Regions from separate parts of the Sus scrofa genome. Here region 2 is linked to region 1. Evidence: chromatin contacts called from public HiChIP or PLAC-seq data. All regions are on one chromosome and are shown on one strand. The core of a region is the stretch at or near the end of the contact, and the rest is flanking DNA. Distances in the headings are between cores, read along the strand shown. Region 1 has its middle 15 kb from the start of TMEM30B. Region 2 overlaps PRKCH (protein kinase C eta type).

Region 1 (7,122 bases), core at 1,126-3,625:
TAGAACACACCCTCACACCATGCACAAAAATAAACTCCAAATGGCTGAAAGACTTAAATATACGACAGGACACCATCAAACTCCTAGAAGAGAACATAGGCAAAACACTCTCTGACATCAACATCATGAATATTTTCTCAGGTCAGTCTCCCAAAGCAATAGAAATTAGAGCAAAAATAAACCCATGGGACCTCATCAAACTGAAAAGCTTTTGCACAGCAAAGGAAACCAAAAAGAAAACAAAAAGACAACTTACAGAATGGGAGAAAACAGTTTCAAACGATGCAACCAACAAGGGCCTAATCTCTAGAATATATAAACAACTTAAACAACCCAACAGCAAAAAAGCCAATCAATCAATGGAAAAATGGGCAAAAGACCTGAATAGACATTTCTCCAAAGAAGATATACAGATGGCCAACAAACACATGAAAAAATGCTCAACATCACTGATTATAAGAGAAATGCAAATCAAAACTACCATGAGATATCACCTCACACCAGTCAGAATGGCCACCATTAATAAATCCACAAATAACAAGTGCTGGAAGGGCTGTGGAGAAAAGGGAACCCTCCTGCACTGTTGGTGGGAATGTAAACTGGTACAGCCACTATGGAGAACAGTTTGGAGATACCTTAGAAATCTATACATAGAACTTCCATATGACCCAGCAATCCCACTCTTGGGCATCTATCCGGACAAAACTCTACTTAAAAGAGGCACGAGCACCCGCATGTTCCTTGCAGCACTATTCACAATAGCCAAGACATGGAAACAACCCAAATGTCCATCGACAGATGATTGGATTCGGGAGATGTGGTATATATACACAATGGAATACTACTTAGCCATAAAAAAGAATGACATAATGCCATTTGCAGCAACATGGATGGAACTAGAGAATCTCATCCTGAGTGAAATGAGCCAGAAAGACAAAGACAAATACCATATGATATCCCTTATAACTGGAATCTAATATCCAGCACAAATGAACATCTCCTCAGAAAAGAAAATCATGGACTTGGAGAAGAGACTTGTGGCTGCCTGATGGGAGGGGGAGGGAGTGGGAGGGATCAGGAGCTTGGGCTTATCAGACACAACTTAGAATAGATTTACAAGGAGATCCTGCTGAATAGCATTGAGAACTTTGTCTAGATACTCATGTTGCAACAGAAGAAAGGGTGGGGGAAAAATGTAATTGTAATGTATACATGTAAGGATAACCTGACCCCCTTGCTGTACAGTGGGAAAATAAAAAAAAAAAAAAAAAGATGCTGCTTGGACTTGGAATTGCTGTAGCTGTGGCATAGCCTGAAGCTTCAGCTAATTCGACCTATAGCCTGGGAACTCCCATATGCCACGGGTGCAGCCCTTAAAAAGCAAAAAAAAAAAAAAAAAAAGACAGAAAAAACTTACATATGGAAAGACCTTTCTAAATCACTTTCACTTTCTAAAAGGTCAGATAGTATTCAAACTATATGAAAAAAAATGTGCTTTATCCTTTGAAACATTTACTTTAAACATTTACTTTCTAACAATGGATAAATATATATGACCACACAGTGTTATATCAAATAATGCAGCTTGTTAAATTCTGCAGCTGTGAGCTGCAGTGCTCTAGTTTGATTTCAGGCTAGATGAGGTGCACTTAGGAATAGCACCTGTGGTATAATATAACACACAGTGAATAACATTTAGCAAGAGATCTTATAAAACTGAAGAAATCTCTAAATTAGGATCAGGAGGATGGAAGGAAAGTAACTTAGCAGTTAGAGACCTATGATCGAGAAAAGCAAGAAAGAAGGCTCTCGTTTGTAGAGAACTGAGCAAGGCTTTGCTTATCTCAAGAAAACTGTCAGGGAGATGAGAAAGTAAGACTGAATACCTGAAAGGCAAATGGTGACAAAGCTTCTGCCAGGTTTGGGGCCGAGAATGCTCTGGTTTGAAGCAGAGTAGATGGGAGGTTTGGATAACAAACCGCCCTTTTACTCAGAGATGTTTGCATATGGAAACAGGCCCACGTGACGTGGTTTTAGTAAATGTCAAATGGCAGCTAGCATCCCTAATTAAAATAATCAAAAATGTGTTTCCTCTCAAGCTGTCTCTGTATTATAGGGGATAAGAGGTCATGATTGGAGCCAAACTGCCAAGGCCTAAATTCTGGCTCCTCCACTCATCCCTGGATAAGTTACCAACCCTCTCAGTACCTTAGTCTCTATCTCTAAAATGGGAATAACACCTGATTGCACCAGTCTCAAAGGATTCTTTTGAGGATTGAGTTAATGCATGTAAACTGCTTACAACCCTGTCTGCCCCACAGTATATGCTTGAGCAATATTACCACATGGTATGACTATGGAACAGATAATCAACTTCCTTCCTCTGAAGGAAGTGAGCACACAGAGTGGCTGGTGGAGAGAAACAGGAGTGAACGCACACATCCCTCACACACACACTGGAAACTCTAACAGCCTCACTCAGACATCGTGGGACCTAACACCCTTTAATGAGTGCATGAGTCGTTTTCCCCAAGCAAAGGTTTGTGGTTTTAAACCTCAGAGTTCTGAGTAAAATAAATTAAAAAAAAAAAAACTAAAATTGAAGGTAATAACCATAAAAACAAAACAAGGCCTAAACTCCCAAATCAGGAGAAAACTTATTCTATCTTCACACTTGGCTGCATAATTTTGGAAGCAGGAAAATCTGTTCCTTCCAGACTCTATGGAATACCTAATGCGGACACTGGCCTGACCTGAAGAGTGCAAAGTCTAATGAAGACGGCTTTGCATGACTTCCATACAACACAGTACTCTGACTGAGGTTTGTGCCGGTGCCATGGCAGTCGTTGGCAGAAAGGACTCGCTCCTGCCTGAGTGAGCTGGGAAGACAACGGACCTGGGTTATAGAGTGAATGGAAATGAGCGGTGTAGACCAAGTGTTCATTTATTCATTCCAACGATATTTATTGAGGACCTACTATGTTCTAAGAACTGTGCTGGATCGTGGAGATAGGATGTAGAGGAAAGTAGAGCTGATTGTACAGTCCGAGGGTGCACTAACAGAAAATTACCATATGGTGTGATAAGGGCTGTGATAGGGAGGGAACTTATCTGATATGCAGAAGCAAGGGGAGCGTTCCCTTCCCAGAGGCAGAGGCATCTAAGCTGGTAATTATGCAGGAGAGGTAGGTGGAGAGCACAGCACTGCAGAGGGGACAGTGCTGCAGAGGTGGGAGGCTGATACACTGACAGGTGTGTCTAAGGACAGACTACAGAGTTTGAGACGGAGGAGATAAAGCCAGAGAGGTGGGAAGAGCCCAGGGCCTTATGTTCACGTTGAGTTTGGATCTGTCTTGAGGGAGATGAGAGGCTATTGAAGGTTTCCAGCAGGATCTAAACAAGGTGACATCCCATTATGTGAGGATCAGTCTGGCTAAAACGTAAAAAAATGGGTTCAGAGGGACCAAGACTAGGAGAAGGTAACAATCATCATCCAACTGAGAGATGATCCAGCCTATGTCCAGGGTAGCGGCAGAATGCACATTAAGGGGAAGGAGTTCCCTGGAGGCTCAGTGGACTAAGGACCTGGCACTGTCATTGCTATGGTGAGGGTTTGATCCCGCACCTGGGAACTTATGCAAGCTGAAGGTGTGAAAGGACATGGGGAATAAAGGGGAAAGAGGACTGAGTCTGACCGTCAGATCTCCGCATGGGCAATGGCACAGATGAAGGTGGCACTGCCCCTGAGCGGGCAGGCTAGTTTGGAGCTGAGCATGGTGAGTTCCACTTTTGATTAGTTAAGTTTAAAAGTGCCAGAAGACATCTCAGTGGAAGAAGTGGATACATGAGCTGAAGATACACACTGGGAAACATCAACCCCTAAAGGTAAGCAGAGTCTTAGACACAGGTAAGACTGCTCCGGGAAACTGTGGGAGAGAGGACAAGGGCCTCTGGCAGAGCTCTGGAGTGACTGGGGTGTGCAGTGGGAGGGAAGGCTAGAAATAAGGGGAACAAAGAGAATGTTGGTACAGCAGGGGCTGTGTACATTCTATCTGGGGATGAAACTTGAGTAACATCTTCCCTTAGCTGGTTAACAGTGAGAGTAATGGAGCTATCTCCTGGGATTGATCCCTAAGAAAGCCAGTTACTTTTATACTTTCCAGAGTTAAAGCTAGCATTTCAGATAATGCGTAAACAAAGTTGCATCCTATATGTACATAAATGCTTTGCATAATAAGGACCTCCAAAGAAGAGACTATGGCTCCATTAATACAAGTTCATCAACACTATTAGAAAATCAGGAGCGCAATGCTCCAGAGGGGAGGTGAAAGGGTTAGAATATCTCATTTGTCTAAGGAGTCCCACACCATCTGAGGCATTGCTTTTATGTTGCATAGGAAGGAAAACTTTGTTTCTGCAAGGAAGTTTCATATGAGACTACAGGATTATGCTCTGGATTGTTTTTTGATGAATTATAATGCTTGACATTTTTATGTGAAAAATAAAAAAATCTCTGTCCTCACTGAAACAAGAATGTGACGATGTTAACTAATGCATATTACTTTCTTCTGCACTGGAATTTCACTCGTTTTTCATATTTGAAATGCACAGCGCCACCTAATGGCCCCAAACCATAAATGAAAGCGAGGAAGAAAAAAAGATCAGAACTGAAATACTAATCATGAAAAAAAAAAAAAAAAGAATTATTTTAAAAATCCTGCTCTAATTGAGAGGGTATTAAAGAAATAAATAATGCTATTTTACTCTTCACTTATCACATAATATTTTCAAAATGACAAAAATTCCATTAAAATGTCACAATGTGGAAAACAGATATTTTACTGCCACCTGCCTTTAAGTTCTTTGGGGAATGAAGACCACACATTGCTTTATGTACAATCGCAAATGTTTCCTGAATTAACTTCCAGGGTTACCAGAATGCAAGGCTGATTTCATAAATACAAAAGCCACCAAAAAATAAGCAAAGGATCTAAATGAAAAAGTTAAAGACTTAGTTATTTGTGAAAGGTTTATTACTTTATAGGGAGATCATTAGAAGTGATGATGTTTGCAAACTGGCCTCAGTACTAAGCTCTTTGCTTTTTTCTCAGGCTCAGTTAAGATCCTAAAATGTGTTGGAAAGGGAGAAGAAGGAAGAGATGTAGTAAGGAATGACTTAAGGATAAGTTAGAGAACCATGGGCTAGATGCCATGGAGACCAACATCTACTTACTAGGATTTACCATGTGGCAGGCACTGGATCAACCATCTTATGTGCATGGCTCCAGGTAAGCTTCACCACCATCCTTTAAGACGGATGTTAATATCCCATTTTGATGATCGGGGGGGAAAAAGGTTTTGAAGCTTAGGTTAGTTACCTGGGGTCCCCTAGCTGGAAAAGTCAAGAGAAGTTAAATATATTCATAGATAACTGGAGTGGCTTTGCCCACTAGCTGGTCCAGGGACTGGCAATAGCAGTTTCATCTGGTGATCCTCCCAGAGGAGAATTTTTTTGTTGTTGTTTTCTGTTGGGTTTTTTGTTTGTTTTTTTAGTGCTGCACCCGTGACATACAGAGGTTCCCAGGCTAGGGGTCTAATCGGAGCTACAGCTGCTAGCCTATGCCACAGCCACTGCCACGGGGGATCTGAGCCATGTCTTCGACCTATAGCACAGCTCGGGGCAACGCTGGGTCCTTAACCCACTGAGCGAGGCCAGGCATCAAACTGCAACCTCATGGTTACTAGTCATATTCATTTCCATTGTGCCACAATGGGAACTCCAGGAAGATGTTTTTAAAAATCTTTTCCAATAATACCGTTAGCATAACAGTCTGGAGAAAGATCTTTAGAGTTATGCCATAGAGATCTCTTTGATCTTTCTCGTTATTTCCTTTGAAATTTTTTTTTGTTATTTCCCCAATATAATTTTTTTTCTACTGTACACATACATGTACACATTCTATTTTCTCACATTATCATGCACCATCATAAGTGACTAGACATAGTTCCCAGTGCTACATAGCAGGATCTCAGTGCTAATCCATTCCAAAGGCAATAGTTTTCACCTATTAACCCCAAGCTCCCCATCCACTCCACTCCCTCCCCATCACCCTTGGCAACCATAAGTGTATTCTCCAAGTCCATGATTTTCTTTCTTTGAATTTTTAAACCATAAAATTCTTTGTTGTTTCCTCTATTTATAAAAGTAAGCCACACTCATTAAATAAATTTCTATATTTTTTGACTGTTACCACAGCATACAGAAGTTCCCAAGCCAGGGATCTGACCCACACCACAGCAGTGACAGTACTAGATCCTAACCCATCAGGGAATTCCAATAATTCTCCAGAATATACACACAAGCATTAGAAAGAAAATAAAAAATCACTAGCAGCGCAGCACCCAGAGATATACGCTGACTTTTGCGGGGAGCATCTCTCTCTAGGCCCTTTTCCATATTTATACATACTCACACCCATTTTAACAACAATGGAATCAAAAACACATAATAGTTAATGATTTTTTTCAGTGTGCTGTGGACATCTTTCCATGACAATAAACAGATTTTTTTTTTTTTTTTTTTTTTTTTTTTTTTGCTTTTTAGGGCCTCACCCATGGCATATAGAGGTTCCCAGGCTAGGGGTCACATTGGAGCTACCCCTGCTGGCCACAGCCATAGCCACAGTAAAGGAGGGTCTGAGCCACATATGTGACCTACATCGCAGCCCATGGCAATGCAGGATCCTTAACCCACTGGGCGAGGCCAGGGATCAAACCTGCATCCTCAGGGATGCTAGCTGGATTCATTTCCGCTGTGCCACAATGGGAACTCCAGACAATAAACAGATCTGCAACAACACATTGAATGAAGGTCATCTTATATTTCATCACATAAATTTACCACCTAGTCAACAAGTCAACAATGAGTCAAATCTAGTCAAAATTTTTATTAGTAACTTGGATGAAGGGGTATGTTGATCAGATATTTGGATGACACTAAGCTAGCCAAGATGCCTAATGCACAAGATTTAAAGAATCAGAGATAAATCATCTCAATCAAAAGGAATTATGACCCTAAATTGACATAAAACTTAATAAATATAGAACAGTGTCTATCTAGTA
Region 2 (6,886 bases), core at 2,979-5,478, 160 kb before region 1:
GACGCTAGACAAGCAATGAGATCCTGTTGTATATCACTGGGAACTATATCTAGTCACTTGTGATGGAGCATGATAGCAGATAATGTGAGAAAAAGAATGTATATAGGTATGTGTGACTGGGTCACCTGGCTGTATAGTAGAAAACTCACAGAACCCTGTAAACCAACTATGATGGAAAAAATAAAAATGAAAAAAGATAATGTGGAATAAACTTGGTAGTTTAGTCTTTATGCATTGAAGAAGCCTGGAAGATCATATATGACAATGCTAATAAGAGTTGTCTTTGGCCTGTAAGATTGTGAATTATTTTTACTTTCTTCTTTGCATGTATTTATAAAGAGAATTAGGAGTTCCTGTCATGGTGCAGTGGAAATGAATCCGACTAGGAACCGGGTTGTGGGTTCAATCCCTGGCCTTACTCAGTGAGTTAAGGATCTGGTGTTATTGTGAGTTGTGGTGTAGGTCACAGACACAGCTTGGATCTGGCGTTGCTGTGGCTGTGGTGTAGGCTGGCAGCTACAGCTCTGATTGGACCCCTAGCCTGGGAACCTCCACATGCCATGGGTACGGCCCTAAAAAAAGACAAAAAATAATAATAATAATAAATAAAGAGAATTAAATACTTTTAGATTCAGGGGGAAAAAATGAGGCTAATAGTATCTACACTTCGTATTTGTTGTGGATTACCGTGGGCATCAGGAGATATTTCATCCAAAAGATATTTGTGAAAAATACCTAAATGCCCAGTTGTCCAGATCCTGGTAATGAACATAAGTATCCAGCATCCGCTAGGGCCTCAGTGAATAGCAGCTGCTGCTACTTCATCCTTCAGCCACCCCTTCTGCAAGGCTGGGGCAGTTAGGCTCCGAGGATCCACCAGCTATGTAAGGTGTTCACAGAGGCCTTGCCCTGCTGAGGGAGAAGTCTTTCCGCTTTTGTGGCTGTACTTCCCTGTCTCCTCACCTAACTCACTGTCACCCAGCCCTGGCCCAGGATGTCACTGTGACTTAGAGCTTAGGGACCAAATGCATCTTCTCATCCCTGGGCCTGGCTGCCACTGCCAGGTATTCCCTGAACCCTGGGACAGGGAATGAGAGCTGAAGGGCTCTTTAGGGCTGGCTGACCTCCTGACCGCACATGCATAAAGCCAGTGGAGCGTCCCTCTGGAAGGAATTTCTGACAACAGGTCCATGACAGAAGAATACAGATTTAGGTAAAGGTACTTAACTGGGAAAAAAAAAAAAAAATCCAAGGCAGGGGACCTTCTTCAAGACAAGGGGGTTTTGGCTAGGTCAGGATGAGAACTCAGAGCTCCCCCATTGAAGGCTGCAGTGTAGACAGCTCCTGATGAAATTTGAAAGACACGGTCCAGGGTCACATGACTTTCCTGCTGCCTCTCTCTTCTGTCTTTCTCTCTCATCCATACACTCCTTTGCTAATATTTAATATAACAGTGGAGAACCCAGAGAAAAGACAGTTTCCTTGCACCCATGCTGCTGGGTGATTTTCAGACATACATATTTTAAGTGTGACTTAAGTGCACTGAAGTCAGTTTGCCCCGGTCGAGTAAGCTGACAGCAAATATTCCTGTCTGTGCTACCCCCAAAGGCAGGATTTCTGCCCTGTGACTGACATTGAGGGGTGGCTTCTCAACAAAGGTCATACCCCTGCCAAGAACTCCAGGTGCACTGCTTCACAGATGACCTGGGACACTCCGTCAGGAGGGAGCTGAGAGCATGAGCTCTGTCCCTGCTAAAGGCATTCCCGGGTCATCTGTAACCCTCCCTGGGCTGCAGGTCACAAAGGCAAACCTAAGTTCTTCCCCCAAAACAGACTCATGGCTTCACGTGGCCCGGGCCCTGGAGACCAGAGACAGCTCCTGAGCACAGGGCACAGTGCATCTGAGGTTTTCCAAACGGAAACCTCTGCTTTAACACACTGGGTCTCTGAACAAAGGCTAAAGCATCTGACCAGGGTTGACTCTGCCATCCCCCTCCTGCTGCTCCCACTACTTTGTCCTCCTGTCCTGCCCTCAGCACTCAGCCAGGGTTCCAACAGAGCCAAGGGGAGCCCCAGATTCCAGGCCTCAAATGCCAGCGGCTCAGCTGCTGACACCACAGTCACTGCTGGAGATGAAGGAAATGTGAAGTGAATTTAACCTGAAAGAGTGGGGAACACGGTGTCACATCACCAGGCTGCACCCCCCACTTCAGAACACCTCACTCCTCCCACCCCCACTGACAAAGAAACAGAAATACATTACAGCAGCTGGCAGACAGAACAAAGAAGAGAAAGATCATCCGTAATTCCACTACCTGAGTAACAGGCCCTGATAGATTCCTGGCATCATTTCCTTTCAGGCTTTTTTTGGAGGAGTGACCAGGCTGGCCAAGTCACTGTCCTGGGCAGAACCTGATATGGATTCATGAGGCTCACGATCATCACTTCTGTTCCATTCCTGGGCTCCCATCTCCTAGCTCCACCATGTACCACACTAGATTTAGAGCAAGTAACAACTCCTTTACTCTATCATGCAGGAAAATAAAGATAATAACTAGACCTATCTTCTAGGGCTGATGTAAGGATTGTATGCAGTAAATAATAGATGTCAGAGGTTTCTGACAGTGACACACAACCATTTAGCTACTCAATATGCAATTATTTCTCTCCTGGCTGAAAACCACCACCAAACAGAAGAGTATTGCAGTGGATTCCTATTGCTGAACGCTGAGGCTGTGTCCAATATTTTCCTACTGTAACGAGCGCAATGAAAATTAAACATCTTTATGCATAACCTTTATTCACTCTTTACATTGTTTTCTACAGCTAGATTATCAGAAATAAAATCAACAGATCCAAGGCTAGAAAGCATTTTTGTAAGTCATGATCCAGACTATCAAATCATTTACAAACTATTAGGATCGGCAATGCTCTCAGAAATTTATGAGGATGCCAACATCATGATATACTTGCAGGTTGCATGTATTATCATGAAAAGATCAGGGGCAATAATTGATGGGCTCAAAATCCTATGTAGCAAACTTGATAAATTATCTGTTGTTTGAAATTTGCTTATCTTTTTGTTTTGGCCAAGAACAAAAGGAGCTCCCAAACTCTATTTTGTGGGGTGTGTCTGGGTGGGGTCTGTGCTGGCCCCTGGGGACATCTGTCTTTGGGGTGGGGAAGGAGGCGGTCATCAAAGCACCCGGCCCATACTAGCTTTTGAACAGTGCTGCACGTGCAACAACACCACATCTGCATTCTCGCCTCTGGTCCTCACCGCAATCCTGCTTTCATCTCAACCATAGAACCTGAAGGCTCAGAGGAATTTTAAGGTAGTCACGAGCCATTAGGACAGAAGAAAACAGAGCTGGAAGGAATCAGGTCTTCCATTTCCAAGGGATAAGCTGTCTCCCTATCAGGGGGTTGGAGGGGAGCCAGGGCAGATAGGAGGTGCTTTAGTAGATGGACAATCAACAAGCTTTAGTAGATGGACAATCAACAAGCTAAGTGTTGCGGGAGACGGCAAGTGGATGGAGCCGGCCTCCACAGTCAGCCTGACCCAGAGATGAACCTTGTCTCCACCACTCACAGCCCGAGGGACCCTCAGCAAGTTGCTCCCTTTCTCTGGCCTGAAAGACACCCACTCCATGTGGGGGCTGGGCTGCAAGAGGAGGGCTGCTTCTACAAGCATTTTCACGAAGAAGTGATAACGTTGCAGACAGCTGGGGAGTGACCCCCACACCTCCCTCAGCTCACCTCTAATTCTGCTCGGGAGACTGTCACAGTTCAGCATTACACGCTTATTAGCATCTCATTTCAGAGGTCAGGGCCTGTCAAACCCAGGAGCTAAAAAGTAGAACCTTACCCTCTGTAATTTCTCATGATCACTCATGTTTGCTGTTCTTGAGAGTTAGTTTTTCAATAGCAAATGAGGATAGTGACTGAGGATTTCTGACAGATGGACAGATGCAGAGAGCAAAGGCCATCCTTGCTAGTGGAGCCTGATACTCGCAAATCCAAGAGAAAACTTCAACTACAGCAAAATGAAAATTACATATCTCTATCTCAGCAGGAGAAAAATGCCTTTGGTTCCCAGCACTTGGTTTATCATCTAGATTTAGGGCAAGTGGAAATTCCTTTTATCCTTTGCTTTGGAGACCTCTAGTGCAAAGCACAAATTTTAAACTCCAAAGGCAGCTCCTTTCTCTCCCGGGAGAAGAAATAAAAATCACCTTGCGGTAATGACTGCCACCTTGTGGCCATACATAAAACTGTCACGGGGGAAAAATGGCCAGTGTTGTTTAAAGGCTTCACCTGCGAAACAGTGGAAATCCCACATGGACACTAACATTGAGGGATATTATATACTTCAGGTTGCTCTTGAAAATTCTGCAATATATATGCTATAGTCACTGATTTTCCAATATGTCCCAGGTTAATTTCTTTTCCACTAATTGTTCTTAAGATCTCAGTCTGCTGTTCTAGCATCACGAGGACTTCCTTTAGTAGGTAAAAGTCCCCTGGACTTGAGTAGGATACAGTTCTTTATTTGTTCATTACAGTAACTTGAAACAGCCATGTCAGTCAAGGTCTGACTCAAAGGTTATCAGCCAGTTACTATCGTCTGACCAAAGTCATAGGAAACCATCTGTTTTTTGGTGCAGCCCTGGGAAGATGACCTGAGTGTGGCCCTGCCTGACCCATGGACTGGGGAGGTGAGCTTGAAGCCCAGTACCACCCACCAGTGTTCCTTCTTTCTAAGCATGTTCCTGAGCCCAGAGCCGCCACCTCACTATTCTCTGAGCAAACAATTTGTGAGGGCAGAGGAAAGGCTTTAGGGGAACAGAGTACAGAGCATGGCAAGTAGCGTTTGGGTGGTACTCCGGGTAGCAGGGGAGGATGGACAAAACTGGAGTTCTGAAGAATCATGGGACTTGGGGATAGGAAGCAGAGATTCCAGGGCAGAGCAGCAGGGCTCCTGGAGCCACTGAAGACTCTGGTGAGGAGGGTATGGCCTCAAGGAGCCCAGACCATGAGGGGCGGGAAGAAGGAGTGCCCCAGAAGCTATTAGCTGAAGCCCCGGCTCCTCAGGATATACTTGGACTGCCTGGAAGTACATGCCATGTGTCCCTCTTCACACTTCCTCCCTGTTCCCAGCTTCCAGCTTTCCCTGCTCCATCCATTCTCCAGGCTGCACATGTGACTGTGTCAACATACATGGCCCTTAAACATATGTGAAAGCTCAGCATCACTCACTGTCAGAGAAATGCCAATCAGAACTCTAAAGACACTTTTTTTCAAAACCTCTCCAACCATCAAAATGACAAGTAGCCTGCCACGATAGGAGGGTGGGGGAAATAAGCTTTCTCTCACGTGGTTTGGGAGTGAGAATTTAGAAATACAGCAAGCAGGTGGGAAGAGCTTGGGCTCAGTATTCAGATGGACTAGCCTGAAAACCTCTGCCACTTGGAAGCTAGATGTCTTCCTGCCTCAGTTTGCTCATCTGTAAAATGGGAGGGATGCTAATAGAACATACTTCATAGGATTACTGTAAGGATTGCTGAGATAATACCCATAAAGCACTTGGAACGGTACATAAGTGATAACATGTTAGCTATCTCTAACCGCAGTGAGGTAAGATATAATTTTGACTCCATCAAAATTATAAATGCATCTACTGCTGACCAAGCAAGACCACTTCTAGTAGAGTATCACATAGAAATCACAGTACAAGTACGTAAAGATAAAGTATAAGTGGACTCACTAAAACTTGGATTGAAAAAAAGTATAACCTAAATATTCAGCAATAGGAAACAGTTAAATGAAATGCATCACATTCTTAAAATAGGATACTATGCAGCCATTGGCAAATGAGACAGCCAGGTATGTACAAAGAGGAAACAATCTCAAGATATGTTATTACAGTCTTCAAAAAAATGAGGTGAATGGACATGAAAAGTGCAACATGGCAACTAGAGTTGATAACACAGCACTGCGTATGTGAAAGTTGCTAAGATAGTAGCTCTTAGAGGTTCTCATCACAAGAACAAAAACACTGTAACTATGTATGATGACGGATGTTAACAGACTTATTGTGGTGGTCATTTTATCACATATAGAAAGAGCAAGTCTTTATTTATTTATTTATTTATTTATTTATTGTCTTTTTTAGGGCCACACCCACGGCACATGGAAGTTCCCAGGCTAGGTATTGAATCAGAGCTACGCCACAGCCACGGCAATGCCGGATCCGAGCCGCATCTGTGACCTACACCACAGTTTATGGCAATGTGGATCCTTAACCTACTGAGTGAGGCCAGGGATTGAACCCATGTCCTCACGGATACTCACGGAACTCAGGTTCATTACCACTGAGCCACAATGGGAACTCAGCAAATCATTACTTTGTATAGCTGAAATTAATATAGTGTTACTTATCAACTATAGCTTAATTTTTTAAATTGTATACATTTTGCAAGCTACATTATAGAGATTTATTCCCTCAATAAAACTATTTTGGACTTTTTCTCTTAAAAAGAGGGGGGTGTACAGAATAGTGGCCAAATATATACTACCCTTTATGTGTGTTTTCTAAAATAAATATGGATGAACAAAATGTGTAGGTTTTTATGTGCAAAAAAAAATCTGTGAAAGGCTACACTGGAAACTAGTAATAATTGTTTCTTTCAAGAAAGGATATGAAGGTGTTTCTCATGGCCTAACAGTTAAGGACTCAGCATTGCCACTGCTGAAAAAGGAAATGGATACTTGGAGGATGCTTGTAATACCTATTGCAAAAATGTAGTTTTTTATACTTTAAAAATTCAATCTGATTATTCCTCTGCTTGAATGTCTTCTGTTCATCCTTAGGGACTAAAATCCA

Evidence for each region. HiChIP or PLAC-seq counts read pairs in DNA pulled down with a chosen protein or histone mark.
Region 2: a contact with region 1 is called in an H3K27ac HiChIP or PLAC-seq map of alveolar macrophages. The contact joins two enhancer-like sites. A contact is called at or near these places in 1 of 5 promoter capture datasets (liver), 20 of 47 Hi-C or Micro-C datasets (alveolar macrophages, blood, embryonic fibroblasts and 11 more) and 1 of 2 datasets of contacts at active chromatin or transcription factors (alveolar macrophages).

Annotation. Positions count from the first base shown.
Region 1 is chr1:190,182,679-190,189,800 of Sscrofa11.1, reverse strand. No RefSeq gene overlaps it. Among named protein-coding and RNA genes, the nearest start is that of TMEM30B, 15 kb to the right of the region's middle. Within about 2 kb of position 2,375, at least 8 of the 83 cell types and tissues checked have an H3K27ac peak or open chromatin away from gene starts, as enhancers often do. A contact at or near this core is called in alveolar macrophages, where this site is marked.
Region 2 is chr1:190,344,398-190,351,283 of Sscrofa11.1, reverse strand. All of the region lies in intron 9 of PRKCH (protein kinase C eta type), which reads right to left. Among named protein-coding and RNA genes, the nearest start is that of PRKCH, 140 kb to the right of the region's middle. Within about 2 kb of position 4,228, at least 10 of the 83 cell types and tissues checked have an H3K27ac peak or open chromatin away from gene starts, as enhancers often do. A contact at or near this core is called in alveolar macrophages, where this site is marked.